3 separate regions of the Sus scrofa genome follow, and regions 1 and 3 are each linked to region 2. The links are chromatin contacts, called in public HiChIP or PLAC-seq and promoter capture Hi-C maps. All regions are on one chromosome and are shown on one strand. The core of a region is the stretch at or near the end of the contact, and the rest is flanking DNA. Distances in the headings are between cores, read along the strand shown. Region 1 holds the start of SLC6A9 (sodium- and chloride-dependent glycine transporter 1). Region 2 holds the start of MED8 (mediator of RNA polymerase II transcription subunit 8). Region 3 holds the start of SVBP (small vasohibin-binding protein).

Region 1 (3,372 bases), core at 61-2,560, 590 kb after region 2:
CCACTGACCCTCCCCTAAATTGGTTTGGTCAGCTCTATGCTGGCCATATTGTTACAGGGGCTGCAGATACCAACCTGGACCCCCACTTACCTCCCCAGGGAGACAGACCTGGGTTCCAGTTCCAGCTAAAGCAGAGACTTTGGCAGAGGGAGCTTTGCGGAGCCTGTTTCCTGTCCTGTAAAATGCACAAAACATATTGCTCCAGGCTGCCTTTGGGCAGCAATACTTGGCGGTTGGTGGAAAGGAGCTCCCATATTTGCTTACCTTAAGAGCCACCAGCTTTCAAGAAGAAGGGGCCTTTCGTACTGGCTGTCAGGGAACCACTGTTGCCCCCCGGCAGAGTGCCCTCTGCTCAGGGAGGGCACCAACCTGGAGAGATGGTCTCTTCTCTGCACCCTGATTCTAGCCTCACTGTCATCTGGCCAGGAAACCAGTTTTATTTGTTCCCTGGGGATAGTCAGCCTCTAAGAAGCTGATTCACACATGCGAAACTCCCACAAGATCAATTGAAGAGTGAGATTCCACGTTATTAATTTACTGTCAGAGGCACTGGGCAGTATAACAGGTGTCAGGCACAGACACTTCTTGCCAAGGCAGTTCTCAGGCTACACATGCCGTCCATTGCACAAGGCATCCCCCCCGGGCTCTGCCAACTCGGAACTTATAACCTGTTCACATTAGGGATGTAATCAGATCTGGGGAGGTCTGGAGACATTATTCTCATCAGCAAGATTATTTTCATTGTTACTTTGTTCCCAAACCTGGCAGGTATAGCATGTTTGTGATTTTTATTCTCCTGTGAACGAGTTGCAGGTGTCTTGTGTGCGCGCACTCGCCGCTCCCTGAGCAGGCTGTGGAGCCTGTGCCCCCTGCCCCCGTGGATTTGTGTAGGTGGATCTGTGTTTGTGGAGGAGTGACAGTGGGCACTGCAGCAGCTCTGTGTAGTGGTATGTATGGGTGTGCGTGCCTGGCTCTGGGTGGGGGCCGGCACGGGTGATCCAAGCCCCACCCCACCGCATAGGACGTAAATTTAATTGCTGGTCTCTCCCTCCTTCCCTCCCTCCCCCTGGGGCTTGTCAAAAAGGGCTGCCACACGGGGAAGGCGGGAGGGAGGCTGTTGAAAGAGTCCCCAGGTAGTGGAATGGGGTGAGGAAGAGGCTGAGACGATGGCAAATGGCCAACTTTCCTCCAGTAGACTGGGGGTGGGCTGGGGGCTGCGAAGAGGGCACTGAAGATCAGTGAAGCTTCTGGGACTGCCATGGCCAGGGACAGTGGGGCGTCCCCCCTCACGCTTCGGACTCCATATGAAGGGAGACAGACAGACTGCCAGATGCTCACTGCCAGTCTCCCAGAGACTGTCAAGACCTGTGGCTGGGGGTCGGGGGGAGGTGGGGGTGGAAGAAGAGGGGGGGGTGCTCAGAATTCAGTCCCCTGAGCCTCTATTCGGGAGAAAGAGTTTGGGGATTAATCTGGGGACAGGGAGGCAGCCTCACGCTTTAACCCATGCGGTGGGTAAAAGAGATTTTTCCCTGGGGTGTCTGGGCAAGTTGGAGACGTTGCCCGCGTGGGTTGTGCCAGGCAGCTGATGTAACACAAAGCATGTTTGCGTTCATCTGGAGAGATTTACAGATGTGTGTATGTTACCCACCTTGATCTAGAAAGGGCTTCAGGCAGCCACACAGTGAGTTGAGTCCCTGGGAGAAGCTTATGTGAAAAGGTTCTGGTTTGAAAAGCCGTCTCCACGAGGCAGGGACTAAAGTAGCCGTTTTTTTCCAACCAGAAGGAGGCCCCAAGGGAGGTAGGTTTGGGCCTAGCCCAGGTCAGAGCTGGGATGGCCTCCATCCCCAGCTGTGAGCTCCCGGCCCTGGGCAGCTGGCCCACGGGGTGGGAAGGGCACCGGCAGCCTGGACCACTGTGGGGAGAGGAGGGGCATTGGGCCAGAGGACCGAGAGGAGGACTGATGGGGTCAGACATCTTCGCTGGCTGGTGAGCTTCTTCCTGGGGCAGGGCAGCAAGAGGAGGGGCAGCTCGGTGGCTGGGCCCCACCCACTGCGGGCCAGGGCGTGTCTCAGGAGCTCCAGTTGCAGCGCTATTTCCTGGGAGGGCTGGGCCCGGGGTCAGATCCCCTAATGCTGACTGGTTTCACTTGTCATCATCAGCCTGCAAGATCAAGGCCTCTGCTGGGCCCCGGGGGAGTATGCTTAGGTGTAAGTCTGGTGGGATAGGATAAGACCAGACTCGCGCCGCTTCTGGAAGGCACTGTGGCAGCTGGCAGCGCTGGGCACCTTGGTGGAGGAGTGCTGAGGGGCCCTGCGGAGATGGTGGGGGAGGCTGGATGTGGCTTTGAGTTGCAGCCTGGCCTGACAGGGCGTGGAGCCCCAGCCTCAGCAGCTGGGCTCTGCTCTCAGATTCTTCCTCCCTTGAACTTGTAGTGGTCAGTGCCTGGCACCTTCCCCGCCCTGTCACAATGCAAGGGAGTGGGATAGATCGGTTCCAGACCCAAGAGCTGTCTCTGGGGCACCACGTGCCCTTCAGGCCATCCTGTTGTGCTTTCTTTGGCCCTGGTCCACGGGGACAGCATGAGCCAATTATGGGAATCGGAGCAGGGTCCAGACTGGATCCCAGCAGCTACAGGTAAAATTAGGCACACAGCTCAGAAACACTGACTTTGGCCCTGCCTGGGGTGCAGCCCTGATTTCCAGAGCATTTCAATGTTCCGATTCTTACATATCTTGGAAATCCCAAAGTCCAGAATTCCCATTGCCAGAGCCCCCAACCCTGCCGAGAACCTGAAATCCAGAGTTCTCCGCACCCAGAGCCCCCGTGTCCACCACCCAGGGGGCCTAGTGCCCAGGGGGCCTGACAACTTGACCACCTGATGTCCCTAACGTCCAGCTCACAGGGGGCCCATGTCCCACTTCACCGGAAAGGAAGCTGGAGCGGCGGGAGCGGTGGCGACCCGGTCGCTTCAGGGCAGGCATTATCTGCGGAGTGGCCCTCGAGGAAGCTGGGACGGGGTGGTGCTGGAAGCGGAGGCGATTACTTCCTCGATGGATGCTCCGTCGGCCTCCAGCCCCGCCCCCCAGTCACGTGACCCCATGTAAGTGAATGTCCATTTACTCACCCCGTCTGAGTGTGCATCCACCCTGTGCTGGGAATTGAGCCCATTTCGAGGAACTCAGCCTTGAGAGAAAAGGAATTCCTGCTCTCCTTTGTGGAATGTGAGACCGTGTCACACCCCAGTGTGGGGCAGCCCATCTCTGTAGCCAGTGTGTGGCCAAGGGCGTAGCCTTGAGAATGAAGGGTTGCGGGCCTGTGATAGGGTCGTGAGCACAGACTGTCTGCAAGTGGACATGCCTGACCGTCAGAGCG
Region 2 (3,375 bases), core at 516-3,015:
CAACTTGTAAATGAAACTCCCCAGTGAGTTCTTCAGATCAGCCACTTGACTCAGGAGTGCATCTAATGATGCCTCAAGCTGCTTCTCCTCCCTCTGCACCAACAGGAATAGGATGTTACTCAGATGAGGGTGAGGGTGGTGCCCACAGAGGCGGGCTGAAAAGCCAGGATGACAGTGCGCAACACCAGTCATGTGACACAGGATCTCACTGGCACAGGGAGAGCCAGGCTGTTTTCTATCTTTGGTATCAGGGTTATAGACAGCACCAACCCTCAGACCTTTCAACCCACTCGCCTGGCCTAATTCCTCCTACCTGCTGGTTCCTTTCTCTCATCACCCCTAATCCGTGCTTGGTTTCCTATCACATACACTATACTCTCACTCACTGAGCAGACACAGCAGACCTAATGCCTCGGGGTCATTATCTCTTGTGCCACTCTGCAGCATAGGTACTCTGACTTCTGCTGTCCTAAACCTGCCTTGGGAGCCTGGCTGTTCCTGCCAATGACACAATTTCTGAAAAATCTACCTACATGTGAAGGTTCCTTTGAACACCTGCCACTGCCACCACCACGGCCATTTCCCCCTTTCCTCTGTCCTCAGCATTTGCTGTTTCAAGCTCTTTGCTGAATTAACCGGCACTCTTTTTTTTTTTTTTTTTTTTTTTTGGTCTTTTTGCCTTTTCTAGGGCTGCTCCTGTGGCATATGGAGGTTCCCAGGCTAGGGGTCTAATAGGAGCTGTAGCCACTGGCCTGCGCCAGAGCCACAGCAACGCCAGATCCGAGACTCATCTGCAACCTACACCACAGCTCATGGCAACGCCGGATCCTTAACCCACTGAGCGAGGCCAGGAATCGAACTCGCAATCTCATGGTTCCTAGTTGGATTCGTTAACCACTGAGCCACGACAGGAACTCCATTAACCTGCACTCATTTTATCTCTGTGCCAAAATTCCTGTGCCCCTTTCACAAGCTTAGTCAAGCTATAAAAATTTACTGACAGACTACCAGGTGCAAGAAACTGACAAATGAAAAACAAAAACAAAAATGCACATGCCCCTAAGTACTAAACTATTTTAAATGCTGGTGAGGGGTTGTCTGCCAAGCATTTCCTGTCCATCTTGGTTCTTCATCTTTACTTCATTTCATCCTTAACTACCACAGGGCACAGGCTAGGAAGGAGGTAGAACTGCCTTGCGAACTCGCCAATATACAAGACAGTAGCCTTGATTCCGGGTTCCAGCCACTGGCCTCAGACTATATTAGTTTGGCTTTTGTCACTGCGGCCCCACAATTCCTTCCACTCTCGGGCTTCTCTCCAGTTATCGATCCTCTGCTGTGTCGGCAGCCAACAGCGGCCATTCAACAGCCCGGGCCGGGACCTGAGCCAATGCGGCACCTTCTTGAGCTGTCTTCGTTGGACTGCATCTTAACCTTCCCAAACGACCGACCCTTTCCCACCCCCAGCAAGTCGGTGCCGCCTTCCCCCTCCCAACTCAGGGGCCGTCTCGGTCTCCCAGCCGGGCTCCACCCCCATCTGTCATCAGTGCCGCTCCCTCTCCAGTGGGCCTCGCCTCCATCCCGCGTCCCTTTAGCCGTCGGCCGATGACTCTACCCACTCCTCTCAGCTCCAGCTCCTCACTTTCTCCAGCCCACTCTCCGTCCCGGTACCCCGACGCTGAGTAGCGGTCACGAGCGCCAACCCGGTCCTCACCTGCATCGCGGGAGCAGAGGTTGCGTCAACCACTTCCTTTTCCGGTTTCCAAGTCAGCCAATCAGAAAGTTGGGATTCGATCCTCCCATTCGTTTCCGGTTCCTTCGGGCGAGAGGCAGCCGGGTCAGGGGTCACGAGCAGAAGGGCTTCTCTGGCCCGGGCCGGCGCGGGAGGGCTGTGTGATGGCCTCGGAGCGCCCGGAGCCGGAGGTGAGGGGCGGGCGGGCGCAGCGCTGGTCCCCGAGATCCGCGGGGGAGGGGCCGGCGGCCGGGTGCGGCCGTGGCCTCCTCCGGGTCTGGGGGCGGCGGGGGTCGCCCCGAAGGCCCGGCAGTTGCATCTCCTCACCCCGCGGTCCGCACTTTCCTTGGGGGGCTGGAGGAGAAGCTCGTCGCTCTGTTCTGTTTGCTCAGATTTCATTCACGTCGCCAACTCTGGGGCCCTCGGGTTCTCCGACTTCCTAATGGTATTAACAAAGCCTTTATTTTGATTTTGCAATTTGATTTTACTTTGCTGGTGCTTCATATCTTCACGTATTAGAATGACATAATCAGCATGAATTAATTTAGTTCCAGCGCCATGATTTTGAAAGGCAGCTTCGGTTTCGTGGGGAAAATACATATATAGATTCTTTTTTGATTCGGAGTGAAACGTCGTTCACTTCGTTTGGTGCTGCCCTGTAGCCATCTCTGCAACTTCGGGCAAGGCTTGACTGTTTCCTGCTTCTTAAACACCTGTCTTAGGGTGTTTTGTGAGGATCCCATATTTTAAACCAGAAAATGCACATGAGGTATCCCTTAGTTGTTGAGGACCATGCAAGGAACTTGATCTGCATTGTGTTATTCAGACTTGTGCAAGGAAGGTGGCTGTGTCCACTTTCATTTATATGTAAGACACTGGAAAGTGAGAGACGTTAAGTACCTTACCCAAGTGCTACCCTCAGCCAGGGAGTAGCAAAGTTTTGAAGTTAGAAGATCTGGTTTGAAAAGAACATCACCAGGAAAGGTGCCCAGTATTAGAATATGATAGACGGGAAGGGTGAGAGACGTGTGAAATGAAATGACACAAAAGAGTTGTCATAACATATCGAATGCGTGCCGCGTCGTCCTGCTTTACCCCATCAGTTGATACCCTCAACCCGAAGAAGCAGACGTGATTATTTATCCCCATTTTTCAGTTGAGGAGACGGAGGCACAAAATGTTAAGGGTAACAAAGTTACACAGCTAGTTAAGTAGCGGAGCTAAGACTCCCAAACAGGTGGTCTGCTGTAGTATGGTGGTCATAATGTTTCCAGTATAAGCAGTACAGTTGCCACAGGATGGTAAATCTCCTGATCCTTGGCATGTGATGTAACAAGACCCAGGATTAAACGTGGTTGTAGGAAACTACCCTATTTAAAAGAATCAATGGCGGAGTAGCCTATGCATCAGAAATAGCAGTAATAAGAAAAATCCATGAAGGAATGTGGAGTATGTTTTGTTATGGATTAAAATGAGAGGACATGGAGCGATGTCGTAGTGAAATACAGCATACCTTTTAGACATAATCTAAAACAGCATTGTCTAATAGCAGTCTGGTGCAAGCCAAATATATGTGAGTTTTCTGGTAGCCACATTTAGAAAGGTAAAAAGAAACAGGTAAAAGTAATTTTAATATATTTGAT
Region 3 (3,436 bases), core at 111-2,610, 770 kb before region 2:
GCTGCTTCATTTTCGGCAGCTACTCTCCAGACCAAATCCAGGCCGTCTGTCCTACGGTGTCTGACGCTTTCGGTCTCTCACTCCCTTGCGAGACCCTCCCTTACAGGTCCCTTCTCGTTCCCCTTTCCTCCTTCCTCAGGTTCTCACCGCAAAAGCTCTGCTTCGTCTGGAGACTACCTGGCCGAGGTACTGACCCTTGGCGTGTGACTCTGGGCTGCCCCCCACCGTCTGGACCTCAGTGATCTCCTTTGGGAAACCTGGGAAGACACCTGTTCTGCCTGGAGGCAGGCAGGGCTCCCGTCACAGACCTCTCTCCATTCCAGCATCCCCTCCCGCAGACTGCAGGTGCGCCTTTCTCTCACCTCTGCTCTCTGTCTTTGCTTCAGCTCCTGCTGGGCTGATTTCTGCTTGGCCTTCTCAACTCTGCTAACGGGCTCTTTAACTTTGGACTTTTCTTTACGTGCAGGCGGATCCATGACTTGGCTTCGCAATACTTCTTAGCTCTCACCTGGATGGTGCAGAAGGAGGCCGATCTAAAAATACCCCCCCCAAACAAAACAAAACAAAACCCTCTAAAAAACAAAACAACGACAGCCAGAAAGAACGAACGAACTGCCCATTAGTTAACTTACTGCTGGCTTAACTAATGCCCTACCTCAGCCCCTTCTTTTGGCAGGGGCGGCAGAGGGAACCCAGGGGAGAAGGGCCACCGCACTGGAGGAGTTACGACGGGAGCTCCACGGCCACCATCTCGCTGGGCGTCCCTAGGCAAATCTCCTCCCCACTCTGAGCCTTGATTTTCTGTCTGCAAAATGGAGCAAGTCCATTGCCTGGCCCCTTCCAAGAGCTGCTCCCAAGAGTGAGGACCGAATTAGAAGGGCCCCGAGAACCGGTTCACACGCTCGCGCCCTGCATCCCGCGTGGGGCTGCCAGGATGGGGACGCCTCCGCGGCCCAGAGGGATGGGCCAGCCCAGGTCTCCAAGCGGGGCCGCGAGGAGGCCCATCCCCGCGCGGTCGCCGGCTCTCCGGCCAGAGCCGCCCCACCGCTGCCCTCCCAGACGGGCACCGCCCGCTCTGCCCGCCGGGCCCGCCCTCTGCCGCCGCCCCGCCCGGGCCCAAGCCCGGCCCCAGGGGAGCTCTCCCTCCTGCCGCCGCCCTGGCGGGGTGCAAAATGGCGGCGGGGGCGGGCGGCGCTCGGGGATCTGCGCCTCCCTCCCCGGCCTCGGGACGCGGGCCCCGCCGCGCCGCGCGCAAGGCCCCACGCGGGAACCCTCGCCTTCCGCTACCTTGGGGCCTGGAGTCCGAGCGGGCCGCGCCTCTGACGGGGCGGGGCCGCGGCCGGGCGGGGGCGGGGCCGGGGGCGGGGCCGGGGCGGGGCGCGGGCCGGCCTGGCGAGGCCCCGCCCCAGGAAGGCTGCGCGTGCGCAGAGAGCGTGCTGGGCTTCCCGCTGGGGCGCGCGGCGGGGGTTGGAGCTGGGGCGGGAGCAGGAAAACCTTTTCCCGGGAGTGTTTCCTGGGACAGCCGCTAGTCTTTGAAGGGTGACGTCTGCGTCCTGGGACTGGAATTGTGACTCTCTGGGGCTGAGTTTTCAGTTCGAAGAGTAGCCTTGGTGACTGCCGCCTTCTTGATTCGGAAGCTCGTTGGGAGCATGGTGAGGTCCTGTTCGCTTTGCAAAAGGGGCTTGCGGCAGAAGTACAGATGGCCAGTGTAAACAGAGAGAAACGTTCAGGTCCACCGAAAATCGGTAACTTTGCAACTGCAGTTCTACAACTACAGTAATTTTAGCTGGTTTTTACCTTCCCCTTATTAGATTATTTAGGACTGGAGGAAATGTACTTTGACAGCAGAAGTCTGGTTCAGTCTAGAAATAATAACAACAGCAATAACTACCTCTCTCCTGGGATTCGATTCCAGGCACTGTTCTTAGAGCTTCACATTAACTCATGTACTCCTCAAATAAATATGTATAATAATATACTATGGGAGTTGCCTTTGTGTTCAGCAGGGTAAGAACCCTGAGGTGTGGGTCCCATCCGTGGCCTTGTTCGGTGGGTTAAGGATCCTGCGTTGCTGTAGCTTGCGGTGTAGTTTGCAGATGTGGCTTGGATCTGGCGTTGCTGTGTCTGTGGCATAGGCTGGCAGCTGCAGCTCTGGTTTGACCCCTAGCCCCAGAACTTCCATATGCTGTAGATGTGACCCTAAACAGAAAAAAAAAAAAATACTCTTATTATCCCCATTTTACAAATAAGGAAACAGAGGCCCAGAGATGTTAAGTGACTTGTCTAAGATCACACAGCTAGTAAGTCCCTAGCAAGTGTTTCAGTCAGTATTTAGTGTAGGACAATGGCCTATCCAAAAGAAAACATTTTCAAGACCACTCCTTTTCTTCCACTAAGGACTTGAAACCAAGGATGGATTCTAAGCAACGCTGAAGGTGTAGCCCAGATGAACTCTCACACACTTTCAGCCAAAGTGTAAATGATCACAGCCTTTTTGGGAGTCAGTTTAGCACTGCATATCACAAGCCTTGAAAATAAGCACAACCCCACAAAAAGACAAATACTGCATGAATCCATTTCTATGAGATATCTAAAGCAGTCAAACTCTTAGAAAGTAGATTGGTGATTGCCAGGGGTTGTGGGAAGGGGAAAAGGGAGTTGTTCAATGGATATAGAGTTTTAGTTCTGCAAAACAAAAAACATATGGAGATCAGTTGCACAACAATGTACATACAGTGGATACCACTGTACTGCACACTTAAAAATAAGACAGTAAACCTACCCAAGAGGGTAAAGGACTTGTACTTGGAAACCTGTAAGATACCAAAAGAAAGAAACTGACGACACAGGCAGGTAGAAAGATGTGTTCACGAACTGGAAGAATCAATGTTAAAATGATGCTACTACCAAAGGCAATCTACAGATTCAGTGCAAACCCTGTTGCAATACTAACGGCATTTTTCATAGAACTGGAACAGATAACTTTAAAATTTGTATGGAAAAAAAAAGAGCCTGAATGGCCAAAACAATATGGAGAAAGCAGAAGAGACCTGGAGGAAATGTGCTCCCTAACTTTAGACTATACTACAAATCAGCAGTAATCAAAACAGCATGAAAACAGACACATAGATTAATGGAACAGCACGGAGGGCCCAGAAGTAAACCTATGCACCTACGGTCAATTAATCTACAACAAAGGAGGCAAGAACATACAAGGGAGAAAAGACAGTCTCTCCAATGAGCGGCGCTGGAGAAACTGGACACGTAAATCAATGAAATTAGAACATTCTCTAATACCATGTACAAAATAAACTCCACATGGACTAAAAACCTAAATGTAAGACCAGAAACCATAAAAACCCTAGAAGAAGCATAGGGATAACACTCCTTGGCATAAATTGTACATTATTTTTTTGGGATCTGTCTCTAAAGCAAC

The links. Promoter capture Hi-C pulls out the DNA fragments that hold promoters and counts their contacts. HiChIP or PLAC-seq counts read pairs in DNA pulled down with a chosen protein or histone mark.
Region 1: an H3K27ac HiChIP or PLAC-seq map of alveolar macrophages shows a contact between it and region 2. The contact joins the promoter of SLC6A9 here to the promoter of MED8 in region 2. A contact is called at or near these places in 1 of 5 promoter capture datasets (fetal liver) and 1 of 2 datasets of contacts at active chromatin or transcription factors (alveolar macrophages).
Region 3: a promoter capture Hi-C map of fetal liver shows a contact between it and region 2, with 4 times the contacts expected there. The contact joins the promoter of SVBP here to the promoter of MED8 in region 2. A contact is called at or near these places in 1 of 5 promoter capture datasets (fetal liver) and 1 of 2 datasets of contacts at active chromatin or transcription factors (alveolar macrophages).

What each region holds. Positions count from the first base shown.
Region 1 is chr6:167,265,131-167,268,502 of Sscrofa11.1, reverse strand. SLC6A9 (sodium- and chloride-dependent glycine transporter 1) reads right to left here and starts at 1,310. Exons shown (of 15, transcript XM_021096817.1): 1 at 265-1,310; 2 at 91-175.
Region 2 is chr6:167,859,739-167,863,113 of Sscrofa11.1, reverse strand. MED8 (mediator of RNA polymerase II transcription subunit 8) reads right to left here and starts at 1,765. Exons shown (of 8, transcript XM_005665484.3): 1 at 1,715-1,765; 2 at 1-93. The coding sequence starts at 1,720. SZT2 (protein SZT2) reads left to right here and starts at 1,793. Exons shown (of 72, transcript XR_002345235.1): 1 at 1,793-1,923. LOC110261243 (a long non-coding RNA gene) reads left to right here and starts at 1,930. Exons shown (of 2, transcript XR_002345237.1): 1 at 1,930-2,177.
Region 3 is chr6:168,626,933-168,630,368 of Sscrofa11.1, reverse strand. It overlaps SVBP (small vasohibin-binding protein), which reads right to left and starts at 1,360. Exons shown (of 3, transcript XM_021096913.1): 1 at 1,288-1,360; 2 at 363-533. The coding sequence starts at 476. The region is part of intron 1 of ERMAP (erythroid membrane-associated protein); the gene reads left to right.